3 separate regions of the Mus musculus genome follow, and regions 1 and 3 are each linked to region 2. The links are chromatin contacts, called in public promoter capture Hi-C maps. All regions are on one chromosome and are shown on one strand. Each heading gives the region's core, a stretch centred on a gene start, on an enhancer-like site or on the middle of the called end of the contact. The rest is flanking DNA. Distances are from core to core; before and after follow the strand shown.

Evidence for each region. Promoter capture Hi-C pulls out the DNA fragments that hold promoters and counts their contacts.
Region 1: a contact with region 2 is called in a promoter capture Hi-C map of 3T3-L1-derived adipocytes, with 4 times the contacts expected there. The contact joins the enhancer-like site here to the promoter of Vps35l in region 2. A contact is called at or near these places in 9 of 39 promoter capture datasets (the 3T3-L1 cell line, 3T3-L1-derived adipocytes, the C10 cell line and 6 more), 1 of 15 datasets of contacts at CTCF or cohesin (embryonic stem cells), 2 of 484 Hi-C or Micro-C datasets (embryonic stem cells and myocytes), 5 of 115 datasets of contacts at active chromatin or transcription factors (embryonic forebrain, embryonic stem cells, large pre-B cells and 2 more) and 1 of 9 other capture datasets (adipose tissue).
Region 3: a promoter capture Hi-C map of embryonic stem cells shows a contact between it and region 2. The contact joins the promoter of Gpr139 here to the promoter of Vps35l in region 2. A contact is called at or near these places in 1 of 39 promoter capture datasets (embryonic stem cells), 1 of 484 Hi-C or Micro-C datasets (embryonic stem cells) and 2 of 115 datasets of contacts at active chromatin or transcription factors (bone marrow-derived macrophages and embryonic stem cells).

What each region holds. Positions count from the first base shown.
Region 1 is chr7:118,302,730-118,306,966 of GRCm38.p6, reverse strand. No RefSeq gene overlaps it. Among named protein-coding and RNA genes, the nearest start is that of Gm35083, 22 kb to the left of the region's middle. Within about 2 kb of position 2,401, at least 13 of the 459 cell types and tissues checked have an H3K27ac peak or open chromatin away from gene starts, as enhancers often do. A contact at or near this core is called in 3T3-L1-derived adipocytes and adipose tissue, where this site is marked.
Region 2 is chr7:118,738,083-118,741,836 of GRCm38.p6, reverse strand. Vps35l (VPS35 endosomal protein sorting factor like) reads right to left here and starts at 1,566. Exons shown (of 31, transcript NM_027815.4): 1 at 1,062-1,566. The coding sequence starts at 1,162.
Region 3 is chr7:119,182,472-119,186,424 of GRCm38.p6, reverse strand. Gpr139 (G protein-coupled receptor 139) reads left to right here and starts at 1,887. Exons shown (of 2, transcript NM_001024138.2): 1 at 1,887-2,153. The coding sequence starts at 2,051.

The DNA.
Region 1 (4,237 bases), core at 1,152-3,651, 440 kb after region 2:
TATTTTTTAAAAAGACATGTGCCACCACTACCCAGCACAAAAATAATGTTATGATTGTGGGCTACCACAACCTAAGGAACTATATTAAAGGGCCACAGCATTCCGAAGGTTGAGAATCACTGCTTTAGAGCAATGCAGAAAGTTATAGTAGCACACAGAGGCAGGTGGACCCTGTGAGTTCCGTAGCCAGACTTAGTTGTCCTCTGTGTCTACAGTGGCAAGTACAGGTGCGTCCCAGAACCTACCCCAGAACTACTGTGACTGACCCAGGAACGGCTGTGACTGATCCCGGAACCTCTATGACTGGCCCCGGAATCACTATTACTGAGTTACCTTCATGGCAAAGAGACTTTGTAGATCTCATGTGTTCTTAGTCTTGAAATGGAGAAGTTACCCTGCGTTATCCAGTGAGATGCAAGAGAGTTCCAAGAGTCTCTAAAATCCTGGGTGTGGTGATGCACACCTGTGATTCCAGCATACAAAAGTTAGTGATGCAGGAAGATGATAAGCTTTAGGCCAACATAGGCTCCATAGCAAGACCTCATCTTAAAACTTAAAAAAATGGGCTGGAGAGATTGGCTCACGTGGTGGCTCACAACCATCCATAATGAGATCTGATGCCCTCTTCTGGGTGTCTGAAGACAGCTACAATGTGCTTAGATATAATAATAAAGAAATCTTAAAAAAAAAAAACTTAAAAAAATAAAATTAAAATAAGGAAGAGGTAGGAAAAGGAACAGATCAAAGAAATTGCATGAGAGCCGTTTAGAGGGCTCAGCAGGCAAAGGAGCTTGCTGTGGACCTGATGGCCTGAGTTCAATTCCCAAGACCCACATAGTGGAAGGAGAGAACCAATTGAAGAAGAAACTTCAACTGCTATTGCTGGCTTGAAAAATGGAAGAGAGGGGCTGGAGAGATGGCTCAGCCGTTAAGAGCACTGACTGCTCTTCCAGAGGTCTTGAGTTCAAATCCCAGCAACCACATGGTGGCTCACAACCATCTGTAATGGGATCCAATGCTGGTGTGTCTGAAGACAGCTGCAGTGTACTCATATACCTGAAAACATAATCAGGTAGAAACCACTGCACCCCTGAAACCTACAAAGGGAACACTGTCCTGCCAATAGGCATGTTAGCTCCTGAGACCTACTTTGGATTTCTGACCTGGAGACCTGTAAGGTAATACTTTGTGGAAAGTGTTTTTAACTTATTTTGGCAAAACATACAACATAAATATTACCACTGTAATTCTTTTTTTCTCAAGATGGGGTCTCATGTGTCGCCCAAGCTGCCCTCAATTCCCAAGCTCCTAGGGTCTAGAGTAGATGGGTCTGATGGTGCTGGCCACACCCAGCTTAATTTTCATGGTCAGCTCAGTGCAGAGTAAGAAACCTCACTCCACCATCTCTCCTCTAAGGTCCCTCTCGTGCCTAGAGAGCACATTGAAGCCATCTTTGTGTACTAGCCCATTTTCCTCAAGAACTGAGCCCACAAATCTACAACAGCACTGGAAAGAAGAGAACCAACCATTAAACTTTTTGATGAGCTGTCTTTTGATTTTTGAGAAAGGGTCTCATATTCCAGGCTGGCCATGGAATGACCTTCGCCTACACACACACACTCTCCTGCTCCCCCCTCCCTCTCCCTTCTCCCCCTCCCCCTCCCTTCCTCTCCCCCTCCCCCTCCCTTTGTATCTCTATCTCACCGGGCCTTCACCCAAACTCCTGTAATTCATAAGGTTTTACAGGAAAAACCCAGGCTTCAGGAATGCTTGACCAGCAAAAGCCAAGTCACCTCGATGAGTTTTAAAGGGACCCCCCAGGATATTTTTTAATGTGCTGTCAACATAAAGTCATTGCTCAAACTTGCTGTGTTGTTCATTAAAACAGAGGCTTTAAAATGTAAAGCCACGGTGATGAGACGGTTCGGGAGTTCTCGGCCGTGTGTTAGCCTCGTGCGCCACCTGCTGTTAGACTTGAGAACATCAACACCATGTGGTGCTTGGTTTAGGCCTTGGGTTTTGATGTGGGTTGGTTGGTTGTTGGTTGGTTGGTTAGTTGCTTGCTTGCTTGCTTGCATGTGTGCTTGATTGGTTGGTTGGTTGATTGATTGATGATTGATTGATTGATTGATTGATTGATTGCAGTAGTAGCCCACTTGTACTCAGCATCCTTCATGTTCTGATTTCATTTCTTCAATAAACACATAAAATGAAATCCATTCTAGATAAGACTGTATTTTGAGGAACTGACCATTAAAACTTCCTGCTTTCTACCTTCTACCTTTTGCAAAAACAAAAAAACAAAACAAAAAAAAAACATAAAAATGAACTGATTTCGAAATTGCCATTTGAGAGCAATTGCTAAACACTTACTACATGCTAAGCCAAATGGGGTTAGCCAACTATAGCTACAAGCCAAATTTGTGCTTTCCCATTTTTTGTTAAAGTTTTGTTGCTTGTTCTCTCTCTCTCTCTCTCTCTCTCTCTCTCTCTCTCTCTCTCTGAGAGAATGATGCTATATATCCCAGACTGGCCAGTAACTCTCAACCTCTGGCTTCCCCTTGGGTATTAGGCTCACCACTCCTGACTTAGTAAATAACATTTTCCTGGAGCACAGCCACGTGTGTCCCTACATAGCTCTGTTATTTTCATGTCCTGAAAAAATATGAAATTACTCTCCGGATCTTTGTAGTAAAAGTTAGCTCAGGCCTTGGCCAAAGTATTCACAAATCAGGCTGTTTGGTTGGCCCTCGGCTACTCTTGGTAAGAGTGTAGCTGTTTTTAAATGTGTGAGTATGTACACACGTGCCTGTGAGCATGTGTGCACACACACAAATGTGGAAGTCAGCGGGCTGTGTGTGGTCAGTTCTCTCCTTCCACATTTATGTGGGCTCAGGAAATCGAACTCAAGTTTTCAGTTTTCATGGCAGCAATTTTCATGCATTGAGCCATCTCTCTACCCTAACGATGTACCTCTTGCCACCAGATTTTGTTTGACAATTTACAATTGATCAAATGTAATCCTTTGACCAACTACAAGATCATAAAGATCAAGCTGAGATGACTTCAAATTCTTATTCTTATTCTTGTTTTTTGTTTGTTTGTTTTTTGTTTTTCGAGACAGGGTTTCTCTGTATAGCCCTGGCTGTCCTGGAACTCATTTTGTAGACCAGACTAGCCTCGAACTCAGAAATCCGCCTACCTCTGCCTACCGAGTGCTGGGATTAAAGGTGTGCACTACCACGCCCGGCTGACTTCAAATTCTTGATCCTCCTGCCTCAATTACAATGCCAAGATGTCAGGCGAACACCTCACACCAGCCTAAATTGTAATTTTTTTAGTCCGCTAATGATATTAACCCCAAACATGACTTGTGGTTTAGATCACAATCATGTCAAGATTTAACACACTAAATTATATTAGAGATATTTGAAGGGGCTAGAGAGATGGATCCATGGCTAAGAGCATGCACTGCTCTTGGAGAGGACCAGAATCCAGTTCCCAGCATCCATGTCAAGTGCCTCACAGTCACTTTCAACTCCACCTCCAGGGAGATGCAATGTCTCTGGCCTCCTGGGATGCTTCACTCATGCACATTCCCACACACAAATACACATGCAAACACATTCCTAAAAATGATTTATAAATAAATATTTTCTAAGAAAGAAACTGAACTGAATATAATGCCACACGCCTTTAATCCCAGCACTGGGGAGGCAGAGACAGGAAGATCTCTGAGTTCAAAGCCAACCTAGTCAGCAGAGTGAATTCCAGAACAGCCAGGGCTACAACAAGAAACCCTATCTCAAAAAGAAAGAAAGAAAGAGAGAGAGAGAGAGAGAGAGAGAGAGAGAGAGAGAGAGAGGATGGGAGGGGAGGGGAGGGGAGGGGAGGGGAGGGGAGGGGAGAGGAGAGGAGAGGAGAGGAGAGGAGAGGAGAGGAGAGGAGAGGAGAGGAGAGGAGAGAAGAGAAGAGAAGAGAAGAGAAGAGAAGAGAAGAGAAGAGAAGAGAAGAGAAGAGAAGAGAAGAGAAGAGAAGAGAAAATGTGGTCTCAGCCCTGGCGAGCCTCAGTCTCCTGGAAAATCCTGCTTCCTAAAAAACTAGGCCACGCGCTGGCGTAATGGCTCAGCGGGTAAGAACACTAACTGTTCTTCCAAAGGTCCTGAGTTAAAATCCCAGCAACCACATGGTAGCTCACAACCACCCATAATGAAATCTGAAGCCCTCTTCTGGTGCA
Region 2 (3,754 bases), core at 317-2,816:
AATCACCGGGAAGAAGACGGACACAATTCTGTCTCTCTCATTAAAGAACACGAAGTCAGTGGGTAAAACTGAAAGATGGGCGTGCACTCCCACACACTTGCTCAAGAGAGACGGCTACAGAGACCATAGGCACGAGCAGAGCTGGGGTCTCAGCAGTATGGAAAACGAAAACATCCAAGGTTAAGCCAGCACAAGCAGGTGAAGCCAACCCACGGTGTGATACGGCACCACGCTGACGTGCTGTGTCCTTAAGTGGTCACTTAAGAGTCTGCAGGGTGGAGTGAATTAAAGTGTCCGGCCAAAAAGCCAGAGGGTTGATGTTGGTTATGTTCAAGGCCTAGCGCTACAAATTTCTTTCATGCTCAAACGCAGAAATTTTGCCCCTGAGATGCAAGGTCTCCAACGTCCAACCACATTATCATCCGCTTATCCTATGTGGGTTCTTTATCGACACAAATCACCTGTGACAACCTAAAGGTCACCTCACTTCTAAGCACAAAAAGGCCCGTATGCCAGTCACTTGGGTACACACTATTCCTTCCTGCTTGGTGAGCTCGTATGCATCCTGCAAGACCCAGTTGAAGGCTCTTCTCTGCAGTCTACCCAAGCCGCCAGGGGAGTTGACTGACTGCCCCCTCTCTCCTTTGGGCGTGTCCTCTCTCTAATACGTTCTACTACGTTGAACAACGAGGTAAAGAAGCGTGTCTGGGGACCCTACATAGAGTAGGGTGAATGGTCCCACTTTACAGATGAGAAAGTCTAAGGAGCTCAAGGAACAAGCGACCAGGTCTCCCAGGTGCAGACTCCGGGCGAATTCATCCCCTTCCCCAGAACTCCCAGGCGTGCCAACGTCTCCCAAGGAGGCGGAAGCCTTGGATGGAGTCCGTCTGAGTGAAGGAGCTGCGGAACAGAGGAGAGGAGCAGAGTACTGACAGCGGTTCTGCTCTTCCGTAGTCCTGACAGCCCGGGCGGGGACGGAGGCCACCGATCCCAACAAGGAGGACTGCCCACCCCCACTGAGAGGAGCCCTCCCCGAAGCCTACTAGCGGGTTTTTCCTTACCAGGGAAAGACAGCCATCTTCCCAGTCACATGATCGCCTGTTTTCCGCGTCCAGCCCCTTTTCTCACATCCAGGGAAGCTCGGCCCCGCCCCAGACGCCATGATTGTGAAGGGCAGCTTCCGCTCTGAAGATCCCGGGCTCCGTCATCCGCCATGATTGTGAGGGGCAACTTCCTCCGGATTCCGATCCTCCGCAGTTGTATCGGGCAATGGCCCGGCAAAACCCAAGCTCCGTCATCGGCCTTGATTTTATTTTTTCTTTTTATTTTGTTAATAGAAATCCATTTACGTCTGCCTCCGAATGATGGGATTAAAGGCCTGCATCACCACGCCTTGCTTAAATCCCATTCGTATTATGTAAATATGTGCACGGAGGTCAGTGGATAACGGACAGGTGTTGGTCCTTTCTTCGCTTGGCACTAGATGCCATTACCTTCTGAGCCATCCCATTCACACACACACACACACACACACACACACACACGATGCCATTACCTTCTGAGCCATCCCATTCACACACACACACACACACACACACACACACACACACACACACACACACACACACACCGCCCCCCAGTCTTGTAAGGGGTAAGACGCCACTGGCTGCTTGGCCCGCCTGCGCCCTCTAGTGACAAAAAGGAGTGCACACACCCATCCCTGCTGAGGGCCAGACACAAGTGATTATGAAGTGAATTCTGTTTGGTGTGGGTTCTCTTCATGCTTCGTAAGGATGAACACTTTGGGCATTTTCCCCCCACTACTGACAATCTACGTCCGAATACGGGCAAGCAAGTTCTGTTCTTGACCACAGAACTTTGGCGCTCCTGTTTTAAGCCCCACCCCACCCCACCCCCATGGATAAATTATGATAGGGTGACTGCACTCAATGCACTTTGCCCACTCCCTTCTCAATAGAAACTTCTGGAGTATCTATCATTAATCACTTGTTTTTGGAAAACTGATGCTCAAAGCTGGTGAGTGTCAAACTCTAACTCAAATAAGAATGGATTAAGACTGGGAAATTAGCAGACTGTCTATTCATACCATCCTGGTTCTACTCCCAAGTGCATTTCCTTATGGAAAGAGCAGCATCCTCTTATGCGTTCTGGAAAAGGCAACGGAATATACTTTAACTAGGACTGACATTTTCAGAGTCCCAGTTTCTTCCTCTGTGAAACTGAGCTAACTGCTAAGGTGACAGGAGGTTATAAAATCCCTGTCTCCGGGGCAAACCTCAGATGCTGTAGTTAGTGAGGCAGGCAAGACAGGCTGCTCTTGGTTGGCCTTTGCTCTCAGAGCCTTTCTCTCTGTAGCGCTGACCCTGGTCTATAACAGAGCAGGGCATCTACTGTAAATGGGCATGCCACTTGCCTGGGGACTGTAAAACAGTGGCTCTGGGATAGTTGTGTGTACAATTCTAGGGGACACTGCTGTTGGTGGTTCCTTTGAAAGAATGGTAGCAGTTTGGGTGGTAAGAAGCAACTATGAGGCACTAAAGGCAGGGGACCAATTGTCCTTCGTACATTCGTCAAACCCATCCCATCTTATGTATAAAATAGATGATGGGGAACTATCATAAAACAGGCTACATTTCTGGAAAGGATAGATAACTAAAGGGTTCTTCTTACCACATGCTAAGACCATGGTTTTGTGGCATCTCTGTCAGTGTCCCTAAAGAACTGTAAAATCTGGGCTGGAGAAATGCGTTATCTGGTAAGCACTTGCTGTTCTTCCAGAAAACCCAGATTTGATTTCTAGAACCCAAACTCACAACCATCTGTATCTCCAGTCCCAGGGGATCTGATGCCCTCTTCTGGCCTACAGAGGTACATGTGGTATAGAGACACACATACAGGCAAAATATTTATATACATCAAATAACTAAGTCTAAAAAAAAGAATCTTTTAAAGAAACTGGAGAAGGGCCATGGAAAAACACTGAATATAGAGAGCAGTTTTAAATGGAAACATTTTGTTCCTTTGCTTACATTGTTGTTGAAAATGGTTTTACTTTGTAGTCCTGGCTGGCCTGGAGGTATTGGTCCTCTGCCTTAGCCTGGTAGGTGCTAGGGTTGTTGGCATGGGACACTGCACTCAGCTTCTAATTGTGTGTGTGTGGCATGTGCACATGTCTGATTGTCCATGTATGAGCATATGGAGGCCAGAGGTCAATAGCTAGTATTTTCCTTTATTACTCTCCAACTTACGTTTTGAGACAGCACACCTTTCTCCCCCTCTCCCCCTCCCTCCCTCCCCTCCTCCTTCTTCCTCTCTCTCTCTCTCTCTCTCTCTCTCTCTCTCTCTCTCTCGTTCTCTCCCTCTCTCTCTTGTTCTCTCCCTCTCTCTGGCTTTCTGTCTGTCTCCTTGAATTTGAAGCTGTGAATGGCTGGCCAGCAAGCCTGTCAACGCTATCCCCACACAGAGGTATTTGGGTTGCAGGTGCACACCTTTTGCCATTTTGACACAGGCACTAGGGATCTAGAAAGTCTTCATGCTTGCACAGCAAGCGCTTTGTCCAGATGGCTCCCCAAATCCAATTTTTAAATCTATTTATATGTATTGGTGTGTTTCCTGCATGTATGTTGCTGTATCATGCATATATCTGTGGAGGCCAGAAGAGGATTTCAGGATACCCTGAAGCTGGATAATTGGGAGGTCACCATTGAGTGCTGAAAATCAAACTGGGTCCTCT
Region 3 (3,953 bases), core at 638-3,137, 440 kb before region 2:
ATTTATGTGGCCAAGGACGTCTCTGTATTTCCGATCCTCCTATCCTCACTTCCCAAGTACTAGGACTAAAGACTTGAACTAAGGGGCTAGGTCTTGTATGGCACTGGTTCAAAACAGAGCTTCATGCCCACTAGGCAAGCACTCTGGCAACTAAGCTACATTCCTGGCCTCAAGAGAAAATTGTGGGTGCACTCCCCCAAAAGAAATGACACATGCTTAAAGTGACAAATATGCTCATTACATTGATTTGGTCATTACACATTAAATACAGGGATCGAAATATCACATTATACCCCAAGAAATATGCATGGTGATGTGTGTCAACAGAAAATAAAACAAAAGGTTAAGACGGTAAGAGAGGTGACAATAAAATGTTAATATCTAACAGAGCTTGAAATATCAGGTTGTGCTACTGTGTACGCATGGGACTCTGTAATAACCTGTCCCTTTAGGGGGCTGGCTGCCTGTCTGTTCGCCACAGACCCAGCTGAGGCCAAAAGATTCCTCTACAACTTTGGTCCTCCAGCAGTCCCCTCCTCCATTCTCTTCCCCGGGGAAGCGCCTAACAGAGATGGGGACAGGACACCGGGCCCTTGCTGGAGACCCAGAAGAAGCTCTGCTTTTTTCTCTTTTAGGAACAGAGGTTAGGGGAGGAGTCTGAGGAGGTGGGCTTTTCAACATCTTAAAGCCAGTCGCTTGCCCCTCGCTTGCATCTGCTTCAGCTTGCTCCTGGAAAGGCTCGCCTCTGTGCTCCTCCTCTGTGCTCTTGACTTGAGTCCGGGACAGACATCTCTCCTTGGAGGATTCTTGGGTACCCTTGAAAAAGGAAGCTCTTGCAGCGCTCTGCCTACCTCTCCTGCAATGGGAGCGACCCTCCACTGCCGGAATCCCACCTGCTCCGCCCATACTCTCCTTCACACAACCTTCAAAGTACTCCAGACCACCCAGCTCCCTATGTGCGATTGTGTAGTTGTTCGAGGCTCCGCCTGAGCCTGCTGCGCCCTCGTGCATATTGATGAGGGTGTCTGCACGTTTTCACCAGTCTAGCTAGGTGTGGAAGATGGGAGAATCTACGTGCATGGGTGTGTGAGTGCATCCGCATGACTGGGCATTGTGCGCCTTTGTGTGCGTGCGGGTATGTCTCAGTGGCTGTAACAGACTTATGCCAGGCTGAAGGCTGTGTGTTGTGGGCTCTTAGCCAGCCTGCATCCCATCCAAGTTCAGGGACAGTACCATCGACCTGGTGACATTCGCAAAGATATTCGCACCCTTCCTTCAGACCCACAGGCTCAGGCAGGAAAAAAAAAACCTTTCAACATTCTCTGGGCTCCAACAATCGCGACCCCCCATCCGCCATACCAGGATGTAAAATACTCTACGTGAAGATGGACTCCAGGCATTGGTGGGGAGCGAGGACAAGTAGCTAGAGAGAGAGTCAGAAGAAAAACTGAGGACATACTGGAGGGGAAAGGAGCTGCTGAGGGAGAAGCAGGTCATATTCACACCACGCCCCTCCCACAGGGGTTGGAAACCCAGTTCTCCATCCCGGTCTTCCTCCGGGGTTCCCAAGTTAACCCGGTCTTTTCCTCCAGAAACCGAAGCCAAAAAAACGCAACTGGGACTGGGTTAGGCTAACATCCCACCCAAGCCCCCCACCCCCAAACCTGCACCGCGAGCTCTCTGTGTGTGTGTGCCCGCGCAAGCGCGCGCGCGCGTGTACACACACACACACACACACACACACACACACACACACCATCCAGGAAGCTGCTGATTGGCTGAGGGGAACGGCGTCCCGGCCCGGGTTCTGAGGCGGGAGCTGAGCGGTCCTAGGAGGGAGGTGCACACTCTGGCTTCAGGAGCCCCTCCCTCGTCCCCTGCACCCTGCCAGAGAACCGAGCTGCCTATCTAGGAGGGCAGGTGCGGAGCCACCCGAGGACACCAGCCAGTAGTGGAAGCGGGTCCCGCGGTGCGGCGATCCTCCCTAGGGCTGCCTGGTCCCCAGCCGCTTGGCAGCTGCGCCGAGCCCAGCCCGGCGAGGGGCGCGCTCATGGAGCACACGCACGCCCACCTCGCTGCGAATAGCTCGGCTTGCGGCTTAGGCTTCGTGCCGGTGGTCTACTACAGCTTCTTGCTGTGCCTCGGGTTACCAGGTGAGGGGTATGGGGAAGAGGGAGGGAAGCCAGGAGTCCCAAGTTGCAGAACAAGGCTGTCCAGAACCTCAGGGGGTCCCAGACACCTTCTCGAGAAGTGCCTGGAGCCCCGCACCCCCTTTGAAAAAGTGTAAAGTTTAAACCTTGGTGGCAACTGTGGATGTTTCCAGATCAGGATGAATGGCTTGTGGTTTGGCGGGGACAGTGCTTGTGTGGCTCTGGGGCATTGTGACTTGTGGGTGTGCATCTACTCCAAAGCGCTCCTGTGTCTGTGTCTGTGTGTGTGTGTGTGTGTGTGTGTGTGTGTGTGTGTGTGTGTGTGTGTGTGTGTCTAGGGGGTCGAATCCCTGAGGGTCCCAGAAGGGCTGCGTGAGACTTGACCGCAGCTTCTGGGCAGAAAGCCTAGGGAAGGCTTCTCTCCAGCTTTTGCCCCACTCTGTCACCTCAGCTGAGAACACTTCTGCCACACTCTGTACTTCCCTAATGCTACATAAAACCAAGACCTTGATCATAGCTTCTCAGGTTCAAGAGACAATGAGGTGAGCCCTTGCTATCCACTATCACTAGCCCTAGGGAGCAAGGTGTCTCCCTGTAGCTAAGAAGAGTCAAGGACTGTCTCTGGGTCTGGGATGTATGGGGCAGAGGTGGACACTGGTACCTCAGAGGATGGCATTCTCCTTGAGTTTATGTCTGCTTCCTCTGGCTTTGCCTCCAGGTCAACCCCAGTCCTCCCTACCCAGGCAGCTCCCAGCGCTGCAGATGAGTGGCTGGCTGGTCCCACATCTTAATGTCCTTTGGAAAGTGAAGCTGGGACTTGTAGTGAATTCCTGAAGAGAGATGAGCTGCTGAGGGAGGAGGGGTGTGTGCATGGGCTATGAGGGAGACCAACTGGGACCTGTAAGAACAGCCCCTATGCCCCCTGTGGTGTGGGGTTGGCTTCAGTTTGGAGGTCTTTGGTTAATCCTGTCATCCACACAATGTCATGGACATTCCTGGACATTCCTGCAGACAGAAGGGAGAGCTAGAGATGGAAAGGCTCAGAAAGAGAAAAACTCCTGTTCAAACTAGACTCTAAGCCTCTACCACTGCCCCAAGAACTTGAGCATCCTGGGATACTGAGAAGCTAGGCTTCAGTCTCCTAGAGATCTGAGAGCCCTCTCCTCCTCAAACATGTAGGAATCCAGAGCCCGTGGAAAGATGGTCTCCAGCAATCTCCACTCCCAGCACAGGCAAGTACAAGTTTCCTAACATGGGCTCCTGTCCCTCATGTGGAGAGAAGTTCTCTCCCTAACCTCTACCTCCCTAGAAGAGGGGCTTCACCTCTGCGCACCCTGCCAGGTAGGGTGCTCCTGTAATTACCTGGAACTGAAATTGATTTCTATCAAGGTTGCACCTCCCCCTCCTGCCCTCCAAAGCCTGTCCCCAGAGCTTTCTATTGAGAAGTCAGTTTTTGAGAGGCTGGTTATGTGTGATGCTTGCTGAAGTGAAGAAGAGCCAGAGCCCCCCTCTTCCTCAGCACCCTCTGGTCAGAGTGTAACCCCCATCCTGACTGTTCCATCTCCCCCACTGCTGTACTAGACAACCACTCTTGGGCATTCCTAAGCTGGAAAGACAAGGAGGAGGGTGACCTCCAAGAGTTCAAAACAGGACATGAGGTTAGGAGCAGAGAATGCTGACTGTCAATGACCTCAAGTCCAAGTGTCTTGAACGGTCACAGTCTAACTCCCATGAAGACTATGGTCTTTCCCACCCAGAGCTTTGGCACAGTATACCAGCATATGTTTTTAGCATAGGGCTAGC